Regions from separate parts of the Callithrix jacchus genome. Here region 1 is linked to region 2. Evidence: chromatin contacts called from public Hi-C data. All regions are on one chromosome and are shown on one strand. Each heading gives the region's core, a stretch centred on a gene start, on an enhancer-like site or on the middle of the called end of the contact. The rest is flanking DNA. Distances are from core to core; before and after follow the strand shown. Region 1 has its middle 5.5 kb from the start of BLCAP. Region 2 overlaps RPN2 (ribophorin II).

The links. Hi-C and Micro-C count contacts between places; a contact is called where the count stands out from the background.
Region 1: a Hi-C map of skeletal muscle shows a contact between it and region 2, with 6 times the contacts expected there. The contact joins two enhancer-like sites. A contact is called at or near these places in 2 of 3 Hi-C or Micro-C datasets (both in skeletal muscle).

The regions. Positions count from the first base shown.
Region 1 is chr5:32,968,150-32,974,270 of calJac240_pri, reverse strand. It overlaps the pseudogene LOC144582799. Among named protein-coding and RNA genes, the nearest start is that of BLCAP, 5.5 kb to the right of the region's middle. Within about 2 kb of position 4,265, at least 2 of the 16 cell types and tissues checked have an H3K27ac peak or open chromatin away from gene starts, as enhancers often do. A contact at or near this core is called in skeletal muscle, where this site is marked.
Region 2 is chr5:32,642,793-32,648,641 of calJac240_pri, reverse strand. It overlaps RPN2 (ribophorin II), which reads right to left. Exons shown (of 16, transcript XM_054255325.2): 3 at 4,561-4,656; 4 at 3,662-3,837. Among named protein-coding and RNA genes, the nearest start is that of RPN2, 20 kb to the right of the region's middle. Within about 2 kb of position 3,336, at least 2 of the 16 cell types and tissues checked have an H3K27ac peak or open chromatin away from gene starts, as enhancers often do. A contact at or near this core is called in skeletal muscle, where this site is marked.

The DNA.
Region 1 (6,121 bases), core at 3,016-5,515, 320 kb before region 2:
TGAGGAGCAGAGTTTTTAAGGATAACTTGGTGGGTAGGGGGAAGCCAGTGAGCGAGGAGTGCTGATTGGTCAGAGATGAAATCACAGGAAGTCGGAGCTGAGTCAGTTCCTAGGTGGGGGCCACAAGATCTGATGAGCCAGTTTATTGATCTGAATGGTGCCAGCTGATCCATCAAGTGCAGGGTCTACAAAATATCTCAAGCACTGATCTTGGGAGCAGTTTAGGGAGGGTCAGAATCTTGTAGCCTCCAGCTGCATGACTCCTAAACCTTAATTCTAAACTTGCGTCTAATGTTAGTCCTGCTAAGGCAGTCTGGTTCCCAGGCAAGGAGGTCTGCTTTGGGAAAGGGCTGTTACTGTCTTTGTTTTAACTATAAACCATAAACTAAGTTTCTCCCAAAGTTAGTTAGGCCTATGCCCAGGAATGAACAAGGACAGCTTGGAGGTTAAAAGGAAGAGTCAGGTAAGTTGGATCTCTTTCACTGTCTCAGTCATAATTTTGCAAAGGTGGTTTTTGGTTTATTAAAAAGCTTCACAGCAGGAATGAAAGGAAGTGAAGTACACTTGGAAGAAGGCCATGCTGGCGACTTGAGAAAGTCAAGTGTATGGTTTGACCTTTGACTTGGGGTTTCATATATTGGCATGCTTCCGGGGCTGCATTACTTCTCCCCTGATTCTTCCCTTGGGGTGGGCTGTCTGCATGCACAGTGGCCTGCCAGCTGTGTTTTGTCTCCATTTGTCTCCCAATCGAGAAAGAGTAATTCATGCAGAGCCGGCTTTGCAGGAGACTGGAGTTTTATTATTACTCAAATCAGTCTCCCTGAGCATTTGGGGAGCAGAGTCTTTAAGGATAACCCTTGGGAGGGACCACATGCACAGTGTGTTTACTGGCGTTGCGCACATGCTCACTTGAGGCGTTCTTCCCTTACCATTCAAGTGTTCCTAGAAGGCCACATACCAGTTAAATGCCACCATTTTTGCCTCATAGTGTGAATTTTTTTTTTCTTTTTATTTATTATTATTTTTTTCTTTTTAAAGATAGCATTTCACCATGATGGCCAGGCTGGCCTTAAACTCCTGACCTCAGGTGATCCACCCACCTCGGCCTCCCAAAGTGCTAGGATTACAGGCGTGAGCCACCCCGCCCGAGCCCATAGTGTGAATTCTTGAGCCCACTCACCCAACTCCTATGATCTTATCAGGAAGCTGCTTATCACCAGTTTCAGGTGTTTCTATTTACTGCCTTCCTGACACCAGCTGCAACCAATTATTATTTGACTGGGACAGTTTTAACAACCACCTGACCATCACCTGATGGTCGCCTGACAATCCTGGTGGGTGGGGAGGCAGGGGGAAGAGCTCTGCCGCCCTGAGCATGTCTGACTAACTACCTACTGAACAATTTAACCCACCAACAAGTCCTGACAGCCCTGCCTCCAAAGAAAGTCACAAACTAGCCTACTTTCCTATATCACCACTGCCTCCATGCTTAACCAAGCCACTGCCACCCAGACACCTGCCTCCACCTCCCCACCACCTCCAACTTCCTTTCTTGCTCTCCAATCCATTTACATCAGCTACAGTAATCTTTTAAAATTGCCAATCAGATCAGATCACTTTCCTCTTTAAAACCTTCCACTGGCCTTCCCTTTTTCTTTTTTAGGAGGATTTAGATGAATTGGAGAGCAAGAGAGGAAATGGGAAGAGAGGGTGGGGAGGTGGAGGCAGGTGTCTGGGTGGCGGTGGCTTTGTCAAGCACAGAGGCAGTGGTGATATAAGGTGATGGGCTAGGTTGTGACTTATTTTGGAGGCAGGGCTGTCAGGACTTGCTTACTGGTTAAATCAATCAGCCCAAGCTGTGAACTAAAACAGTTCACACAGTTTTCAGTGTCTGGCACACGATAAGAGCATGATATATAGTTACTGCTTATACCATTGATAGGTTGATGAGTTTAGTAAGATCAGCAGTTCCCCATTTTACCATTAGGTGTCACTACAGACCCGACTAAAATAGCAGCACTTGCTTCCCAGATAAGGAAGCCCTGAGCAGTCTGGAACAAAAGGGCCTTAGAGTTGGGAAGGTTTCCCAGTCAGGAAAGTAGGTCAGGGATTTAAACCCAGTTGCCCTGACACCTTAAAAGCCATGGTGGGGAGAGGCCCTCCCTGCCAGGACACCCACAGTGCCTCCTGTCCCCAGGGTAATTTTACATATTTGTAATAATAGGTGACTAAGCGTGCTAACTTATGTAACCAGTGCTATTTCTTTTTCTTTAAGAGGAGTTTTGCTCTTGTCTCCCAGGCTGGAGTACAGCGGTATAATCTCTGGTCACTGCAACCTCTGTCTCCTGGGTTCATGTGATTCTCCTGCCTCAGTCTCCCTAATAGCTGGGATTATAGGCATGCACCACCACACCTGGCTAATTTTCCCACTTTTTGTAGAGGTGGGGTTTCACCACGTTGGCCGGGGTCCTCTTGAACTCGTGATCTTAGATGATCCGCCTACCTTGGCCTCCCAAAGTGCTGGGATTACAGGCATGAGCCCCTGTGCCCGGCCAACCAGTGCTATTCTAAGTATTTTATAATAAAAATTCATTGAATCTCCACAAATGATTACATGAGGTAGAGCCAAATGTGTCCCATTTCACAGATGGAGAAATTGAGGCATAGAGAGATTTTATTAACTTGCTCAAGGACATACAGCCAGTAAATGCAAAATGGAAATGGACCCTGGCATTCTGGCTGTAGCCTGCGCCATCCTGAAACTTATTCCATTCTCTGGTCACTTTGGTAATGATGTTTTTTATCCCTTTTTAAATCTCTTGATGTCACATAGTTGAATTTCCTGAATATATAAGTCTTGGTAAGGAAATAATGTTGATTTAAAAAAAAAAAAAAAACCATAACTGTTAAACAGAGTGATGTATAGGAAAGCAAGTATTGTGATTTCACAAAACATTGTTCTATTCATAACATAACCATTTCCTGATTCTTTATCATTTAGCCCCAGATTGGTCATCCAGTCCCAACTGAATTCCATGGACCTCATTACCAGCTGACTCAGAGGTCTGGAGGATAAATGACAACGGCAGGAGCTCGGTCTGGCCTTTCAATCATTCACGTATTCATTCAACAGTTAATGCCTCTTCCTTCCTGCCAGACCCAAAATGAGCCCTGCCCTCCAAGAGCTCAACGTTTCACAGGGGTTAACAGACAGGAAATGCACATGCACTGGCACTGCATACTGCCCATCTCTCCAGACTGTAGTGTTTGTAGACAACATCTGTATTATTTTTTCTTTTTTTTAGACAGGGTCTCACTCTGTCACCCAGGTTAGAGTACAGTGGCACAATCACAGCTCACTTGTGGCCTCGTCTTCCCGGACTCAAGCAATCCTCTCACCTCAGTCTCCAAGTAGATGGGACCACAGGCACGCACCAGCACACCCAGGTAATTCTTTTATTTTTTGTAAAGACAAGATTTCACTATGTTACCCAGGCTGGTCTCGAACTCCTGAGTTCAAGTGATTCACCCACCTTGGCCTCCCAAAGTGTTGGGATTACAGGTATGAGCCACCATGTGGCTCTTATTCTCTTTTCTATCTTCCATGCCTAGCACAGTGCTAGGCACATTTTAGGTAACCAAAAAATATTTCATGAATGAATACAAAGGCTTCATGGAAGGGGTGGCATTTGATCTGGGCCTTTGAAGACTGGGGAAGATCTTGACAGATAAAGACAGGGGTGAGGGGACACCCCCTCAAGAAAAGTGACAAGATCATTTTAGAAAGATCATCCTGGGCTGGGCACGGTGGCTCATGCCTGTAATCCCAGCACTTTGGGAGGCCAGATCATCTGAGGTCACGAGTTCGAGACCAGCCTAGTCAATATGGTGAAACCCCATCTCTACTAAAAATACAAAAATTAGCTGGGTGTGGTGGTGTACACTTGTACTCCCAGCTACTTGGGAGGTTGAGGCAGGAGGATCACTTGAACCCAGGAGGCAGAGGTCACAGTGAGCCGAGATCACACCACTGCACTCCAGCCTGGGTAACAGAGTAAGACTCTGTCTGAAAAAACAAAATTCATTCTGGGTGGAAGATGAAGGTTCTGGGTGAGACAGGCGGCAGGGAGACCAGTGAGGAGGTTGCTGCAGGGTTCAGGGGACAGAGAATGGCCTGAAGGAAATTCAGGAGGAATGGGCAAGAGTTGAGGAGTATAGAGCAAGAGGGAGCAGGAGTCATGGGTGACTCTAGGTGTCTGGTAGGTGGGAGCAAGTTGAGGAGGCCTTGGTAGGAAGCTGAGTTTGGCTCAGCAAAATTTTAGGGCAGAATGACCTTCCAGGCCCCAAAAGTCAGAGCTGGTGTTAGTGATGTTTCTACAGCCTGGAACTGAGCTGGGAAGGTAGAGCAGTCTTGAGGGCACAGAGGAAAGGACCCAGCTGAACATGAGGGAGTTCCATGTGCAAGAGAAGCCCTGCCTCAGCTTCCCCAGTTTTATGGGTCCCCAGGGAGAAAGGGTTGGCCATGAGGCCCTGTACATGCTAACACTCAGCCTGAAGGTTACTGGAGGTGGTGTCCCCGAAAAACAGATCTGATCCTTGTTTAGCAGCATGTCATATTCCATGATGGCAAGACCCTTTCCTTTCATCTATTTTTCTTGTTTTTGTTTTTGAGATGGAATCTTGCTCTGCTGCCCAGGCTGGAGTGCAGTGGTGTGATCTCGGTTCACTGCAACCTCTGCCTCACAGGTTCAAGTGATTCTCCTGCCTCAACCTCCCAAGTAGCTGGGATAACAGGCACCTACTACCATGCCTGGCTAATTTTTGTACTTTTAGTAGAGATGGGGTTTCACCATGTTGGCCAGGCTGGTCTCAAACTCCTAACCTCAGGTGATCCGCCTGCCTTGGCCTCCCAAAGTGCTAGGATTACAGGCATGAGCCACCATGCCTGGCCCCTTTCTTCTATTTTTCTTGAGGTATAACATATGAAAAGTACATAAAGCCCTGTCTTTTTTCTCCCCAGCGCCCCGAGACAGAGTCTCACTCTATTGCCCAGGCTGAAGAGCAGTGGCATGATATTGGCTAATTGCAGCCTTCACCTCCCAAAGTCTCCGAGTCTTATAATTTTTACTCGATGAATTTTCACTTATGTAATCACCAGCCAGAAGATACAATCCTTCTGGCAGCCCAGAAAAGCTCCTCTTGCTCCTTTCCCACCCCTAATCCCGACCTGACCCAGGTCACTACCATTTTGATTTCTAACCTTATACATTAGTTCAGCTTCATATACATATATTCATATGGTATCTACTGTTTTGTATCTGGCTTCTTTTAGTCCACATACTATATGTGAGATTAACTGGTGGTGTTACATGTATCAGTTTGTTCTTTTATATGTAAAACGCAGTATTCCATTGCATGAACATGCCACAATTTGTTTATCCATTTGCCAGTGATGGACATTGAACTATTTCCAAATTGAGCTGTGAACCTTCTTGCACAAGTCTCCAGGTAGACAAAGGCACTCATTTCTCTTGGGTATATACCTAAGAGTGGAAATTCCAGGTCCCAGCATAGGTGTGTGCTTAGATTTTGTAGATACGCCAGTTTTCCAAAATGGCCGAACCAATTTCCTCTGCCGCCAGCAATCTGCAAGAATTTGTTGCTTCGTAACCTCTCAACATTCAGCTTTTTCTTTTGTTATTTAGTTTTTATTTCATAATCATAAACTTAACTCTGCAATTGAGCCAGGGATGGAAGGGAGCAAGGAAAACATGGAACCCAAAGGGAACTGCAGGGAGTACAGGGAGAGCACAAGGTTCTAGGATACTACCAGCAGATGGGGTGGAGTGCACTTCCCTGAGCTACAGAAGGAATGGTCTGGTGGTTAAGATTAAACAGAGTCAAACTTACTGGAGCTGTCCACAGTCAGCACTGGTGATCTTCTTGCTGGTCCTGTCATTCCCGGACCCAAAGCACTCCATGGCCTCCACAGTATTCATGCCTTCTTTCACCTAGCAAAGACCACATGCTTGTCACCCAATCACTCAGTCTTGATGAAAAACTGGGAACCATTTGTGTTGGGTCCAGCATTTGCCATGGACAAGATGCCAGGATCTGCATG
Region 2 (5,849 bases), core at 2,087-4,586:
CTCTTAATGCAGATAATTTAGAAAATATAGATGGTGCTTTTCTGAGTAAAATGGGGAAAGCAGAGGTCCCTGGTGGTTAAACGGAGTGCTGCTTCCACGGTGAATGGTTTCCTAATTCTTAAGAGATGACTGGGCCCTTGTGTAAAACCACCACTTATCAAGTCAATGTGTCAGGGAATGCAGATTAAGAATCTGTCTGCTTATGTCAAGATCATAACAATTTAGATTCTCTCCATGGGCAACTAATTCCATTAAGATGACAAGTTGGAAAACAGCAGAGTCACAATTTACAGAGAGACAAGCCCCAGAGTACTCAACAACACCTATGGGATGACTGTTGTTATAATACACTTGAGAAAATGAAACCTGAATTTCCAAAGGAGACAAAAATCATACATCTGCCCATGATAAACACTGAGCTCAGAAAAGGTGGTTAAGATAGCCCAGAAAGAACTTCTCAATTAAGATAACATTTTTTTCTCTTTGGAATGAGTGAGTGCCGTGCTGCTAACAACCTCAGAAATTTTAGAATGAAATTAATCCACTGAGTTTTAGAAAGTTTTGTCACTGGCTTTAATTACCTATTCCCCAGCCAGCAATTTCTTTTTCTCTGGAGTACAGTATATATTCAAACAGTAAGAAAGCAGATCTTATCTTGCTAATATACAGCAGATGATTCAGAGAAATTGATTTATGAGAGACTACAAATGACATCTTCTCAGATGGTTCATTCAAACCTACAAATATTTTCTTTTTTCCATTAAAGACAAGTTTACAAATATATACTTCCTAGAATAAGTCCATTTAAATATGGAAGGCCCACTCAGAAGAGTTCTAATTTATATCAGATTGCCTTTAATAGGGCACATTAGTAGTAATATTATATAAGGCATCTTACCCGTTGGATTTCACAATGATCCTATGAGACATTCTCCACGTCTGCATATGAAAACACTGAGGTTTAGGGGAGCTAAACAATCCACTCTGGGTCACAGAATTTGAGTAGAAGAGTGGATTTGAACATAGTTCTTTCTGCTCCAAAGCATATGCTAACTACAAGCTTTCCACAAGACAGCAGAAACATAAAAGTATAGTTTCATCCTTTATTAACTCCATTGGGTATAGACCATTCGCCAGGGGTAAGCACTACAAATAAAGCTTTTGGCTGAGTGTGGTGGCGTATAGTGACTACAGTCTCAGCTACTCAGGAGGCTGAGGTGGGAGGACTGCTCAAGCCCAGGAGTTTGAGGCTATAGTGAGCCTTAAACATGATCACATTGCACAGCAGAGTAGATGACAGAGTGAGACCCTGCGTCCAAAAAAAAATGAAGGCCGGGCGCGGAGGCTCACACCTGTAATCCCAGCACTTTGGGAGGCCGAGGCAGGTGGATCATGAGGTCAAGAGATCGAGACCATCCTGGTCAACATGGTGAAACCCCGTCTCTACTAAAAATACAGAAAATTAGCTGGGCATGGTGGCGTGTGCCTGTAATCCCAGCTACTCAGGAGGCTGAGGCAGGAGAATTGCCTGAACCCAGGAGGCGGAGGTTGCGGTGAGCCGAGATGGCGCCATTGCATTCTAGCCTGGGTAACAAGAGCGAAACTCCGTCTCGAAAAAAAAAAAAGCTTATGATCTAATAGAAATAACAACAATGAAGGAGGTAACAAACTCTCTACGAAAGAGACCTAATAAACAGATGGTCCAGAAAAGGAACTCCATTTCCTACATGCCCACTGAGAACCAGGCATTGCGCTAGGGTCTTCACATCTATTATCTCACTGAATCCTGTCAGTTGCTCTGATGTAAGAATTATGGGTTTCATTTTACAGGGGAGGCTCAGAGAAGTTAGAAATTTGGCCAAAGTCACACAGCAAGGAAGGAAACAGCTGGTGTTCAAACCTAAGTCTGTCTGACTCCAAAGTGGACGTACTTCCCTTGTACTTCTTCCTGGGGTTCTGAGATTTTGAGGAAAGAGAGTTCCCTTTTTGCTTGGAGGGAAATGGGAAGTTTTTTGTAGAAGGCAGCACCAAAGTAAGGCACAGGCACTAACAGTGACATCATGGTATGAGATGATGGTGACTGGAGAAGCATTCCCCAAGAGGGATTATGAGCAGAGATCAAAATATCTCCTGGAATCAAAGCCCCAAAAGGGCCAAGCACTGGGCAAGGTGTGTACAAAATGTTAGCCCCGGGGTCACTGACGACCGACCATGTGAATATGAGGAGGGTGTGAGGATGACAGAGATGGAATGTCAACTGCCGGTGACCTGCCCTTAACAAAACTTTAAGCTTAGAGAAAATCTTGTTGTTAGCAAAAAAACAAAACACAAACAAAAAAAACTGGGAAACAACCTCACTGTTTTGAAAGGGGGAATTGGTATCACCAATCTCCGGCTAAACAATGAACAGGATTCCAGAAATGTACTCCACATCCTCTTTCAGGGTTTGCAATTAAATGGTCTACACAAAGAAAACAGTAAAAAAAATTAAAAAAAAATTACTGCTTTAAATGAGGAGTTCAAGTGTTTAAAAAAAAATTAAACTAGCCTAGGCAACATAGAGACGCCATCTCTACTAAAAGTAAAAAAAATTAGCCAGGCAGCCAGGCACAGTGGCTCACGCCTGTAATCCCATCACTTTGGGAAGCTGAGGCAGGTGGATCACTTGAGGTCAGGAGTTCAAGACCAGGCTGGCCAACATGGTGAAACCCCGTCTCTATTAAAAATACAAAAACTAGCTGGGCATGGTGGTGTGTGCCTATAATCCCAGCCACTGACACTGAGGCAGGAGAAGTGCTTGAACCCAGGAAGCAGAGGTTGCAATGAGCCAAGATTACGCCACTGCACTCTAGCGTCAGTGACAGAGTAAGACTGTCTCAAAACAAAACAAAAAATTAGCTGGGCATGGTAGTTTGCATCTGTAGTTCCAGCTACTTGGGAGGCTGAGGCAGGAGGATCACCTGAGCACAGAGTTCAAGGCTGCAGTTGAGTTGTGATCATACCATTGTACTTCAGCCTGGGTGACAGAGTGAGATCCTGTCTCTAAATAAATAAAAATTTAAAACTACATATATTATCACTTAAGAGCTTAGCAAAAACACCCTAAAGTCAGTTACAATATTTCCATTTATAAGAAACAGGAAAGGTGCTTCTCCTTCGCCTAAGCCTTTTGCAGAGTACTGGAGTCTGATTCCTGGTATACTCCACCCTCTGAGCCTCCACCTCTCCCACCAGATGCTGCCTCTCACAACTTCCAGGGATCCTGTGAGCTCCCACTTTGGAGGCAGAGCCTCCACTGCCAACATGTCATCCTGTCCTGGCCAAGCCTCAACAAGACATGCATGTGGCTCCTTCTCAGTTATCTGCCCTTGCTCTAGCCTTCCAACCTCAGAGGGCAGCTGGATCTCTAGCTGTTGGTGTGCTCACGCTCTGGCTCAGCACTCGCCTCCTCTTTGCGAGGCTTGCAGAAGACTGCGTCCATGTGAGCTCCACGAGGACAGGGACCTTACCTGCCTTCCTACAATCGTGTTTGCGGTGCCTCGCACAGTACCTGGCACACAGAAGTAATTACTGGAAGTATTTGCTGAAATAATGAATGGGCCCTCTTAGGATACAGCCCGAGACAAATGAAGCCTGCAAAGTGCTCAAGATGACAACTCACGCCAGCACAGTCTCCTCCTTGCTAAGGCGAGCAGTAAGGGCACTGAGCGCTTCTTGGGATGCCAAGGGAAGGCCAAAGCCACTGAGAGCGGCAACTGCATGGTAGATCTGGGTAACAGATGAGTCCTCACTGACAGCTGCCAGAAGCAGGTCTTTGGTCTCATTTGAAATAGAAATCTAAGAAAGAATTGGCAGACACAGGGTTTTAGAACAGGTCTTGGCAATTGTGGCAGGCATGGCAAAGACAGCATGCAGAGCAGCTGCCAAAGTCACACCAGCCTCACACATGCTCATCCCCCTCTAATCCCCAGACACCAGGATTCAATGTTCGCAAAACCTCAGTACAACACTCGCATTTGAAAACATGCAGACAAGTTACCTTTCTACTTATATGTTTCTCCTATGTTCAATAAAATGACCTTCCAGAAACCTGGTATAGGGGTACACTTTGAACATTTTTAAATGTTAAAGGAAGATGGAAAGGAAAAAGTCAACACCTCCCAGAAGAAAAGCAAAAACTGCACAAAAAGGTTATTTAAAACCCTTGAAAAGTAAAAACTTAAGAGAAACATAAACTATACTTTCAAAAATCACAGGAATGGAATTCCCATCCACAACAATGAACTCTCATTGTTAAAAAACAGATTTTTGACATGATCCTTCCCCCTTTAAAAATGCACTTTACAAAAATTAGCTGGGTGTGGTGGCATGTGCCTGTGGTCCCAGCTACTCGGGAGGCTGAGGCGGAAGAATCACTTGAACCCAGGAGGCGGAGGTTGCAGCGAGCCGAGATTGTGCCACTGCACTCCAGCCTGGAGACAGAGCAAGACTCGGTCTCAAAAAATTTAAAAAATGCACTTTACAGTTAAAGTAATTGTCAGCGGAGGAACCTGGACTCACCTCACATCCTGAGAGGGCCTGGCTGGCCTGGGCAGCGTAGAAGAGGGAATCCACATTGCTGGGATCAAGGTTAGATTTGATGTAGGTACACGCTTTCTACACAGGGAGGAAATGTCAGTGTTAAGTGGTGACACATATCATGAACCAGGAAAAGCAAAGGCGTTTTTAGATTACATTCTAAGCCATTATAGATGGCTTATAAAATGAGCTACATGGATTTAGTTTTTTAAGTAGTTACTTTCTATAGGACACTATATTACCCAAAATTGCTCACTTCATACAAAGAGCAATGAGCCTAAAGGCACTCGAGTCCTTCTGAACCTTAGAAAGGAAAGAAGGAAACCACTTCACAAATCACTGGTCTGGCCATGGCCTGTGCTGGGTATTTATGAAGCTCTTCCTTTTAATGACGTAACGACCCTTTGATAGATATTACCCCCATTTACCTGAAAAAGAAACTGGGGCTTGAAATTGGCAAGTAATCTGATGAAGATGACAAAGCTACTAAGTGGCAAAGTCTCCTCTGATTCCAGCTGTACTGGCATCTCCACTTAGATGTCACCAAGGCCAAGTCAGGCTCAACAAATCTAAAACGAGCTTAAGGCTGGGTGCAGTGGCTTACCCCTGTAATCCCAGGCCTCTGGGAGGCTGAGGTAGGAGGATTCCTCGAACTCAAGAGTTCAAGACCAGCCTGGGTAACATGGTGACCCATTTCTACAAAAAATTCAAAAATTAGCTGAGCATGGTGGCATTTGCCCATGGCCCCAGCTACCTGGGAGGCTGAGGTAGGAGAACTGCTTGACCTTAGGAAGTCGAGGCTGCAGTGAACCATGTTCATGCCACTACACTCCAGCTAGGAGACAGAGCTAGACCCAGTCTCAATAAAAATAAAAAACAAAATGAGCTTAAAACCTTCTAGTTCTAGCCAGGTGTGGTGGTGGACACCTGTAAATCCCAGTTACTTGGGAGGCTGAGGCAGGAGAATCACTGGAACCCAGAAGGTAGAGGTTGCAGTTAGCAGAGATCATGCCACTGCACTCAGCCTGGGTATCAAGAACAAAACTCTTGACTCAAAAAATTAAAAATTAAAAAACAAAAAAAACCTATTTCTTCACCAGGACTTCGCAGCTCATGCACAGGTATCACCGCACATCCAGAAACCTGGGAACCGTCCTCAACTTTTCCATTCCCTTCCTATCCAATCGCCCTCTTTTTCATTTCTCAGGCCCAGTCCACCTCCGGTTTGTCACTGCTTCAGGGCAGGCCCTTGCCATTGCTCACCTAGACTG